Regions from separate parts of the Rattus norvegicus genome. Here region 2 is linked to region 1. Evidence: chromatin contacts called from public Hi-C data. All regions are on one chromosome and are shown on one strand. Each heading gives the region's core, a stretch centred on a gene start, on an enhancer-like site or on the middle of the called end of the contact. The rest is flanking DNA. Distances are from core to core; before and after follow the strand shown.

Region 1 (5,324 bases), core at 57-2,556:
GAAGATCTGCGGAAAACCCGTGTGACAGAGCCTGCTCACTTATTTCTTCAGCTATGGCCTTTGCCTGCCCTCGCTGTGTAGCATACAGTAACAAAAACCTTCTCATCACCTCAGGTCATCAGCTGTAACTCCAACAGTGAGACTAAAAACCACAAAGGGAAAAAAGGGATACTGTTTAATGAAGCAGGTAACCCACAGGACACCCACACATAATTTGAAACAGCCTTTTCTCTAAACTTGTTTCTTAGCACTAATTTTAAATGAACCACAATATGTGATAATGAAAGGAGATATATGAAAGTGAGACTTTTGATTGCATGAAATCCACTGCAGATTTCTAACTTCTTTTGGGTCTTGCAAGTGTTCTTAAGTGCATACCTGTAGGGCTGATCTGCCTTATCTGTACTCAGAATGAGGATCATAAGCCTGAATGGTGAAGGGACTAAGCAAAGCTCAAACACAGTGTCCCAGGGCTATTGTTTCTGCGGAAAAATAAAAAAACAAAAAAACAAAAAAACTCCCGTAACTGTAAAATGTTCCCCTAAAACTGGGGAATTCGTGTTTCCTGCTAGATCCTAATCAAAAGTAGTCAGCGTACATGGACTTTACACAGAGACGGTATTTCCAGAGATAACCGAGAGAAAAGTAAAGGGCACAAGGGGGACTGGGATTCCACACTCGGCCATTCCATCCAGTGGCTAACGCTGAATGTTAGACAGTCTGTTATAAAAGTATTTTTTTTCGTGAGTGAACCAACTATAGTTTTTAAGCAGGTGTGGCTTATCTGCTGGGGAGCTAGGGCACAAAAACTTAAAGGTTTGTTATGAAGCATTGCTACAGAGTTGGCAGGACCAACGGATGAGTCGCAACGCGACAAGTGTAGGCTCACACACTTTGGGGGAAAGGTGGCAGAGAAGACTCCTCCCCGCTGCACCCCGTGAGACGCCCCCTCCCCACGGTCCGGGGGACTCAGAGACGTCATTCCCACTGCGCAGGCGCGAGTCCCGGCTCCCCGCCGCATCCGTCACCCTCGCCATCCCCGGCAGAGTACCTCCTGGTGCGAATTCCGCGCGGGTCCCCGTTTTTCTCAGATACCGTCTGGGAACACTGCTCATGCGCGCACCGTACAGCACGCATGCTCTGCACGATCACCAATAGGAATGCTGGAGGACCTGGGCCAATCGCTGAGTGCCGAATGAGGGCGGTGCCTTAGCGCCGCGCACGCGCCAAAATGTCCTACAGGTAAGGGACAGTGCGTGCGGGTGTCCGTGGGGCTTGGAAGTTCTGCGTTGGTCCTGTCCCGGACGTGGCTCGGAGCCGCTCGGTAAGTTCCGCGGGTTTACGCCCCCCCCCCAACTCGCGCTCCAGCGTACTCCGTGGGTTCCGGTCTGGCCTCTCGGCGCCTGCCTCTGCCGTTGCCCTTTCCGCTTGCTTTTCTGTGATTGTTTTAACCAGTGCGTGAGCTTCAGCCCAGCCGCCTCCCTGGCTTCTCAGTGCAGATTGCCATTCTTTGCTCGACTCGTACCTGGAGTTTGAATTTTGCCGGCTGCTTCTCCTCTCACGTAAATATAAACATTGGCTTCTCCTTCCCCCAACACGCAATTCTCGAGATTTAGAGGTAGAATTTAAATTCTAGCTCTTTCTCTCGCTCCCAGCTTCACTGGGCACGGTGGTTTCCCTGTTGCTGCAGTTTCTTATTTGGAAAAGCTTCAACCAGACGAACTGAAGTACTGTAACTTACAGTAAAGACTGGGCAGATCGTGGCAGTGATTAGGAGCCAGCATCTCGCCCTGATATAGTGAGGCCACAGGATGTCAGCCCTATGATTCTTCAGTGCACCTGACAACACTAAGGTGTTCACGGTCCACAGAAAAGAAATTTCAGGATGAGCCAGAGTGAAACTAAGTCAATGAGTGCTGATGAATCAGAAAATAGGATTTTTTGAAAACTGAAGAGACACGTGGGCCTGAAAGCCTGAGTGGTAACTGATGTATATGATTATGGGGTTTTGGGAGCTATTTAATGGGCAACCAACTTTACATGTTAAAGGAGGCATGTGTTGGTGTAGTCTCTTCACTTTGTCCATAGAACGTGGTCCTTGAAGAGGAAAGCTTTATAAAGGTACGTAGTGGTAAAAAAAACATTAATCTGAGATCCTTACATACACCTATGACTCAAGGAGTTTAGATTTAAGGCATAGTTCATTATAAAAAAAAAAAAAAAAACTTTGTGGCACTGCCTAGAAGGGGTATGCATGTCTTATATGGGTGGCCTGGCTAGTTATTGGTGAAACTATTGGGTGTCAGCCAATTAGGTGTGGAGGTCCGGGCCAGGAGAGTGGGCACCCTCCTCCCAGGTTCTCTGTTTCTTAGCTCGATAGGAAAAGTAAGCCTTGGTTTTTAAAACGTTTTAGCAAGGTTCTTGTTTTTTTAATCTTTGTCATGGGATACTCATTCTTTCATAAATGTTGATGTTAAGTCCTCTTAGCATTTGACCTTTTTTTGTTTTATTTTCTTAGGCTAAGTCACGTGTGGTGAACCCTATGGCATGGCGTTCACCCTGCGGAGGGCCTTTTGTCATATGTCTGTTTTTTGGATGCCCGGAGCTGTGGTTGCTCTGAAAATTCACCCTGCCAATAATGTCCAAAAGGCAGTCAGAGATTGCCTCCGTGTTTGGTTCTGCTCCCTACAACCTGATCTGTTCAGGGTCAGATTCTATCATGCATACTGTAAAAGCTTCCACTCAGAAAACGGAAATGACCTTCATCCAGTCGGTGAGCCATGGTTCTCTCAAGCACAGGTATGGAACCAGCCAGAACAGACTCTTAAAAATGAGGATGAAGAGATGCTTTCCAGGAGGCTAAACAGCTTCGCCTCCTTTGAGGAAGTGTTGAGTTTCATCCATACACTGGACACCCTGCCTGTCACTCTGGCATCAGCAGCTCTGCTCAGGATTTGTGAGATAGGGAAAAGAGATGATGAGCAGAGACTACCCAAAGAAGTACTGGAAAACCGCGTCTTCCAGGCTTTGTGCCTTCGCTGTGAGCGGGATCCCTCACATCTGACCAATGCTGTTTTGGTGACCGTTTTGCAGTCTCTGGTTATAGATCCTCAAAGTAGCCTGGTGCTGAGCCTTGTGGCAGAATGCCAGCGCCGGCTGCGAAGAGGCAGTCTGGAAGTCCACCATCTTTGTGTTCTTGGGGAAAGTCTGGCTAGGCTTCAAGGTGCAAGTTGTGAGATCCTGAAACTGGTTATCTGTCAACTGCAAAGTGAAAATTTGGAAACATTTGCTCCAGAGGATATCGTGTCCGTTTATAGGATTCTGCAGGCGTGTCCTGAAGAAGTAGACAAACATCAGACATTTTTAAACACCGTAAACAACTTCTCCCTTTCAATAGTTTCCTACCTGAGCCCTAAATCCATTAGCCATGTTCTTACTGCCTTAGTGGCCCTGGACCAGACTCACGCACGCCCACTGCTTATAAAGCTGGGCAAGTCCGTTGTGAGATACATTCCCCGTTTTACTAATGAGGAGCTCAGGCAAGTCTTGGAGGCATTTGTTTATTTTGGACACAGTGACAGGTTTTTCACAGAGGCCTTAGAGCAACATGTTGCTGCCCAGTGCTTCTCCCTGGACCCCGCCGTTGCCAGCTCTGTGATGGAGTACTGCAGTAGAAAGCGGATTCTTTCCAAGCCCATCTTCGATGTAGTTGCAGAGATTTTTGTTTGTCAGTCCGAAAAGTTTTCACCAAGTCAGATTTCTGAATTAATTGAGCCATTTGGAAAACTCAATTATTTACCACCAAATGCCCCTGCTCTGTTTAGGAAGGTAGAAAATGTGCTCTTTGCTCATTTACGTCATTTTCCACCCAAGATGCTATTGAGGCTTCTTCACTCATGTTCACTGATTGAGCGCCATCCGGTCAACTTTATGTCAAAAATATTCAGCCCCTTTTTCCTTCAACGGCTGCAAGGTGAGGCAGTTAACAAATTGATTGTAGTGGCTCGGGGTGCCTGGGCACTGTTTACATTGACTCATAGCTCTAGTGTCATTTGAAACTGCTTGCTTCAGGAGTAATGGGTGGTTTTATGACCATAATCCCTCTTTACATGCCAACATTCCAACCCAACAGTTTTTAACTTTTTTTTTTTTTTTCAGGTAAAGAGTCATATTTGGACAGACTGAGCCTGGCACAGATGACCCAACTTTTCCTAACCTCTGTCCTAGAGTGTCCTTTCTATAAGGTGAGAATAGAGATATCAGTGGCATGGCTTTATGTAAAACAAATGCTCATCTTCTGTGCTCTCTGATATCTTCAATTTCCTTTGATGTTGATCTCAAACAGCAGAACCTTCTCTTAGGCTGATTGGTCACGGACATCTTGTGGCCCCATCTTTGGAAGATGTCCCCTTTCCTCATTCTTGTCCTAGAAGATGAGTTTCTGGCCATGTAGCTCCTTAGACTTCATCAGACATGAGACATTCGCTACTCATATTTCCCACCACAGGCTCTCGAACTTCATATCACTGCTGTGCTACTCTGGTTTGCACAGAGGCAGAGAGCTGCTTCTAAGTGTCTCCTAAAGCCATGCCCAGCTTGCTGGAGTTTAGCTGGTGCTTGCCTTTCTACACGGCCCTATTCTCATAACTCACAAAGCTTGTGTAGTACGGATAAAGTACGGATAAAGGTGGACATTTCCCACTAACAGGGATACACATCATCTGTGCCCAACAGTGGATGAAGGGGATGGCCATGACTTCCATGTGTCAGCTGCAGTGTGGTTGGTCTTTGAAACCTTGTCATTTCTTGCCTAAGAGGAACTGCCCTGCCACGTGGTTAAATTGCATTTCAATGAGCAGTGATGGCCTTGAGCATGCTTTCAAATGTTTATTCTTAATTTAGATTTCCTACAACTCGTCTTTCTATAGCTATAACTCATATGAGACAGGAGTTAATATATAACCGTTGTACATGGTTCTTTTTTCTTTAGTTTTTATTATTTTTAAAGTCTTTATTGATGATTTTGCAGTGCAGAAGTTTTGAAAACTTTTTCAGACAGCTATCTGTAACTTTTGAGTTTCCTATCTCGGTAACATCTCATTTCTGTTCTGCCATACATTTGACTCCGCTTTTAAAACAACATTTCCTGTTTTAGCACACTTACAATTTAGGGATTGGTATGTGTACTTTAATTTTAAAATGTTGTTATTTGTTTGTGTTCGGATCTGCATGCTTTGTCACTGCATAGTATGTGTCAACACACTTATCTCACAGTCTCCTGTGTGCATGTGTGTGTGTATGCTCCATATGTCAAAGAGAGTGCA
Region 2 (5,327 bases), core at 2,456-4,955, 150 kb before region 1:
TCAACTTTATCATCATGGTAGACAATAACTTTTAGCCACAGTCAGGTTAAACCCTTTTTCCTGTAAGTTGCCCTTATCAGATACTTTATGATAGTGACAGGGTAAGTTACTTAGACTGCATGCCAAGTAAAAATATCACTTTGACATTAATACATATGCAGCAGCACTTTTTACCCTCTTATTTTCAGTCTACCTCCTTACTACCCTATTCCCCTTAAGAATGTTACCTTTCTTATACATGTAACCCCACACATACACCACTCCCGTTATTAAATTATTTTAAAAAATGGAACTTTTATCCCATGCTAGTGTTGGCACCATAGGGCCACATGACATCTGCGGGGTACCTTCATCTCAGTGGCAACCGGTTCCAGTGTGGCACTATGCCATGTTACCTCTCGCTATCCTCTACCCCCGGCAGTCTCTTGGCCCCCATTGCCAGCTGCCCTCTCCTGCGGCTGGCCTATCATGACTCCCTGTCAAGGACTCTGTCCACACTCCCAGCAACTGCCCCCTGGTAGTTATAGTATAAACTCCCAGCAACCCGTTAAAACAAGACTCAATAAACTGTACTTTAGCAATCAGATATATATGTTAAATTCTCAATACGTCCACACAATAAACTCACAGCCAATTGATAAAGATATAATCCTCCCATAAATTGACCTACAGAAAGCCACCCCTTAAGAAATATTCATAACTGCCTATGGTCATTTAAGACCACCCAGATCTAGGTCGTCCTTCTCTATCTCCATCTTGATTCTCCCTCTCCTTTTCCTCTTCCCTTTCACCTTACAAAAACTTTGTCCCCCACCTTACTTTTTAGTTTCCAGTCATGGGCCTTGACCTAACTTGTGCCAGCCCTCACCTGCATATCAGCATCAACCTTAAACCGCCCACACACACAGTTACCACTAGTATAGCATCAGTATAACCTCTGTACAAATGAATGTCCTTTTCCTTTTTCAGTAAAAACTTGAATGTTTGATTGTATGTGCACTTGTGTCTGTGTTGTTAGATTCAGGGATTCCTCATCTTGGTTGTGACCATGGACTGCCTTGGAATCAACTGAAACCCAAGCTTCTGGGAACTCTTATAAAGTGTTTTTCTTCCTATGGGGTTGCAAACTCCTTCAGCTCCTTCAGTCCTTTCTTTAACTCCTCCATTGGGGTCCTTGTGCTCAGTCCAGTGGTTGGCTGCAAACATCCTCATCTGTATCAGCAAGGCTCTTGCAGACAGAGCCTCTCAGGAGACATTCATATCAGGCTCCTGTCAGCATGCACTTCTTGGCATCAGCAATAGTGACTGGGTTTGGTGGCTACATATGGGATGGATCCTCAGGTGGGGCAGTCTCTGGATGGCCTTTTCTTATGTACCTGCCTGCCCCACTCTTTGTCCCTGTATTTCCTCCCATGAGTATTTTGTTCCCTTTTCTAAGGAGAATTAAAGCATCCACATTTTGATCTTCCTTCTTCTTGAACTTTATATGGTCTATGAATTGTTTCTTGGGTATTCTGAGCTTTTGGGCTAATATCCACTTATCAGTGAGTGCATACCATGTGTGTTCTTTTGTGACTGGGCTGCCTCACTCAGGATGATATTTTCTAGTTCCATCCATTTGCCTAAGAATTTCATGTAGTCATTGTTTTTAATAGCTGAGCAGTACTTCTTCTTTGTCAATAATACACAAAAAAGAGTATTGAAGGAAGAATTTTTGCTTCTCCACTGCTTGCCCTGACTCTCCATCCACTTGTTGCCACCCTTATTAAATCAAAATATTCTGGATTCCCTCATAGACTAAAACAAGCGGCTCCTCAAGTATCTTTAGGAACAGGTTGGAACTACAGAAACAGCTAAATAGGTAGAGTTTGTAGTAGAGTTTGAGGTCAGCCAAGATATATCTATCTTTTCTTGATTGTTGCTTTTGTTATCTCTCCTCTTTTATGTTCCATTGTATTTTTTCCTAGTTCTATGATGACTAATATAATGGAAAATCAGAAACAAGGCTATTGAACATTGTATTTATGAGTATTAAATAATGCATAAAATACTTAGAGAAATTAAGATTGCAAACAAGATGGCCAGGGACAATAAATGAACTAATATGGAAAATTGCTGGTCACACAAGCCTTAAGACATAGTTTTGAACACAAGAATGTGAAAATGTGAAAGATGAATTAAGGCCTGAGGAGTGTTTAAGCAAAGGCAAGTCAGATCTAGATGAAGCTACGTCATTGGGTACCACTTTGTACTTCAGAGTTTTCAGAGAATCTTACAGACTTCTGTTCATCCGATTTATGTAAAGTTCCAAAATGAGGTACAGTAACTAAGGTAAGAAGTATTTCTGAGACTCACTAAAACTAACTTTTATACATGTAGCAGTAATTTTCAACTCCAATAATCCCGAACAAAAAAATCCATATAATTCAGTTATTATATTTATAACTAATAAACCTAGATTGGCCAGAACTAACAATATACTAACTTATTCCCCAGTTCTGAGACCCTTAGTTACTTCAAGTTTCTCCTGGCCAGATTGTTCTGCTCTATCTTTGCTGCTTCTTCCTCCTCTCTTCTCCTGTCCTCTCGCTCTCCCTCTCCCCCTCTCCTGTGCCACCTTTCCTCTCCACTGCCCAATCACAGACTCTTCCCTTTATTGATCAGTAAATGGGGAGACGATTCACGCGAGATCACCTGAGTACATGATCAACTTCTCTTCCAGGTGCCACCCCTCTGCAGGAAGCAAAATTAAACATCAAAAATGAAACAACATCAGGACAACTCACAACACTTACATAAATAGGGAAAAGAACTTACAGATGGAGAGATTGTGAGATAATCTGAGGGTTCTTTACTAATAAACAATAGAGAGGACTTTAAAACTGATCAATGATTTAAATAGTCTATGTTTCTCTTGACTAACCTCCAAAGCAAATGGATTCCAATATTCACATGGAAACTAGTTCCTGCCGTGGCTTCTGGTCTGTGTATGTTTTAGAAGGCCATTGCACATGGCATTCACTCCAGAGTGATGGCTCTTAGACCTTGCTGTGATCTCCTGTAAATAATCCTTGGTTGTTATCTCAAATTCATGGGATTATCTTCTTTGGGAATTTCAGAAGCTTAGCATAACCTCAGTTATAAAACAATCCTGGCAAACATGACATATTGACTGTCAGAACATCAAAAGCCGATTCCTCTGTAGCTTTTGTTAAAGTGTATCACATCTTGCAGTGTCTCTTCCTCTTACCATCCTGGTAACTCAGTACACTGTCAATTATTCACACAGGGTGTCAATACAGGAGAACAAGGCTCACCTGGAGGCAGTTCCCCAAATAGCTGCAAATTCCACGGAAATGAAGTAATTATTAACTTTCCCATTAAAATCCTCTTCCCCTTTAAGCTGGGGCCCAGAAACTGAGGAAAACAAAGCATTCGGCTCGTTAGAACTGGACACTGTTCGAAGGCTCCATGCTACCTAACTAGGTGACACTACATTGCAAAAGATAATAGTGCAGAAATCCAGGATCATTAAGTAGTACAACGCACTCTCCCAGGACTGCTGAAACGCCATCGCACAGATTTGTGGGAAATGTAGTCTGTAACACAGTGACATCACAGTCGGTACTTTGGTAAACAAGAGTTCAGCTTTTAATAAGCATGTGCGGCTCTTTGCCAAAACTGGGCCAGGCTCTGGTCCTGCTGTGCTCTCCCGTTGGATCTCTGACATGGAGGTTGGTCCAGGGTTCAGTTATCCCAGGGGCTGTGAGGGGTGCGTAGGTCTGGAGGGAAAACGCAACAGGATAGAAAGGGGGTGAAGGGGAGCTGATTTGCAGAAGCTTTCTGATCAGGACTGGAGAGAGGGCGCTGCGAGGGGTGGTGGGACTGACCTCTGTGGTAGACTGTAGCTAGCTGACAGAATTCAAGGAATGGAGACGCTTGTAAGGACCTGGATTCCCCGGCAATGCTGCGGGTTGGGTGAAGGTCTTTGCCTGGGCATGGAGCTTCTGGGCGTTCATTTTCCAGCTTGCTGGTGGAAGCATTTGTTCATTAGCTGGGTCACTCTCACGTGGCTGTTACTCTTTTTCTCAGATAGATAAGAGAAGATAAGATAAGAGAAGATCTGGTCCTTTCTGTACTGTACGGAATTCAGGACCACTGAGAAAGATCACCAAACAAAACTAGGAATTAAAAGGGAAAACCAACCAACCAACCAAACAAACAAACAAACAAAACTGCCTTATTTGGAGCTACAACCTCCTTTGCCAGTTTGAGAACTGCTGCAAGGGAAGACAGGGGTTGGAATTCTTCAAGTCACAAAACACAACTGTCTCAACTCGGGATTTTTTGCTTCTTTATATTTTTTGTTTGTTTTCTGAGCAAGCAGCAGTTAAGAGAGATTACAGAAGAAGTAGAAATGCATGTCCCGCTAATATTGTTTGCTGTTTGTTTTTGTTGCTGTGTTGTACAACCAATGCTCAGTTGGAAACCGAGCTGGTTTTTAACCATTGCACATACTCCTGCTTTGAGGTGACAGGACTTGGTAGGTTCCAGGTTCAGAGTCCTGAAGGGGACTCTGTACGTGATGTTTATCCTACTTTCTTTGAAATGAATTGTGAACTTAAAGATGGTTCATTTGGAATAGGAATCCCTCATGAAGACTTTAGTTCCTTACTTTTTTTTTTTTTTCTTTTTTTTTTTCGGAGCTGGGGACCAAACCCAGGACCTTGGGTTTGCTAGGCAAGCGCTCTACCACTGAGCTAAATCCCCAACCCCTAGTTCCTTACTTGAAAGTAGCATGACACCCATGTTTGCTAAAAGGATATTGAGCTGTTTCTCAATGCAGGATTAATTATCAAGAGATAAAAAACTTTTGCCTCGGAGGTTGTAAGCTTAGAGGTTGTCAAACATAGGATTGTAAAACCTGTCACAAGGTGTTAACAATGACACCAGAGGTGCCCTCATTGTAAGATTGCACACATTCTGCCTGTTTCAGTTGGCTAACCCTTGATCATATTCTTCTGCAAATGTACAGTTCTGATTTCTGGATTTTTGTGAACGAGCTGTCTGTCCTGATTGGCTATCCTACTGTTGAACTAAACATCTATGTTACCTAATAAATTCTCTGTGCTTCCGGATATTGTGGCTTCTTCAGTCTCTCCTGTCTGAGAGACTGTAACTCTGGCCCTCCTGTGGAAAAAAAATTTTTTTCCTTCAACATCTGAATGTTAGCTTTTGATTTTCAACATCATAACAAAATATCTACCACTGTGAGCCGAATTCTCACACAAGCTCACATAGGGAGGCAGAGCAAAGCTGTCACAGGA

What was found. A called contact is a pair of places that touch in the nucleus more often than the background predicts.
Region 2: a contact with region 1 is called in a Hi-C map of liver, with 4 times the contacts expected there. The contact joins the promoter of Zfp874b here to the promoter of Fastkd3 in region 1.

What each region holds. Positions count from the first base shown.
Region 1 is chr1:36,691,241-36,696,564 of GRCr8, reverse strand. It overlaps Fastkd3 (FAST kinase domains 3), which reads left to right and starts at 1,306. Exons shown (of 7, transcript NM_001082574.1): 1 at 1,306-1,324; 2 at 2,519-3,973; 3 at 4,159-4,244. The coding sequence starts at 2,548. Mtrr (5-methyltetrahydrofolate-homocysteine methyltransferase reductase) reads right to left here and starts at 1,091. Exons shown (of 13, transcript NM_001039003.1): 1 at 1,052-1,091; 2 at 1-142. The coding sequence starts at 106.
Region 2 is chr1:36,841,083-36,846,409 of GRCr8, reverse strand. Zfp874b (zinc finger protein 874b) reads left to right here and starts at 3,705. Exons shown (of 4, transcript NM_001346428.2): 1 at 3,705-3,734. The coding sequence starts at 3,729. It overlaps LOC120099099 (a long non-coding RNA gene), which reads right to left. Exons shown (of 3, transcript XR_005497905.2): 2 at 3,891-5,327; 3 at 3,633-3,782.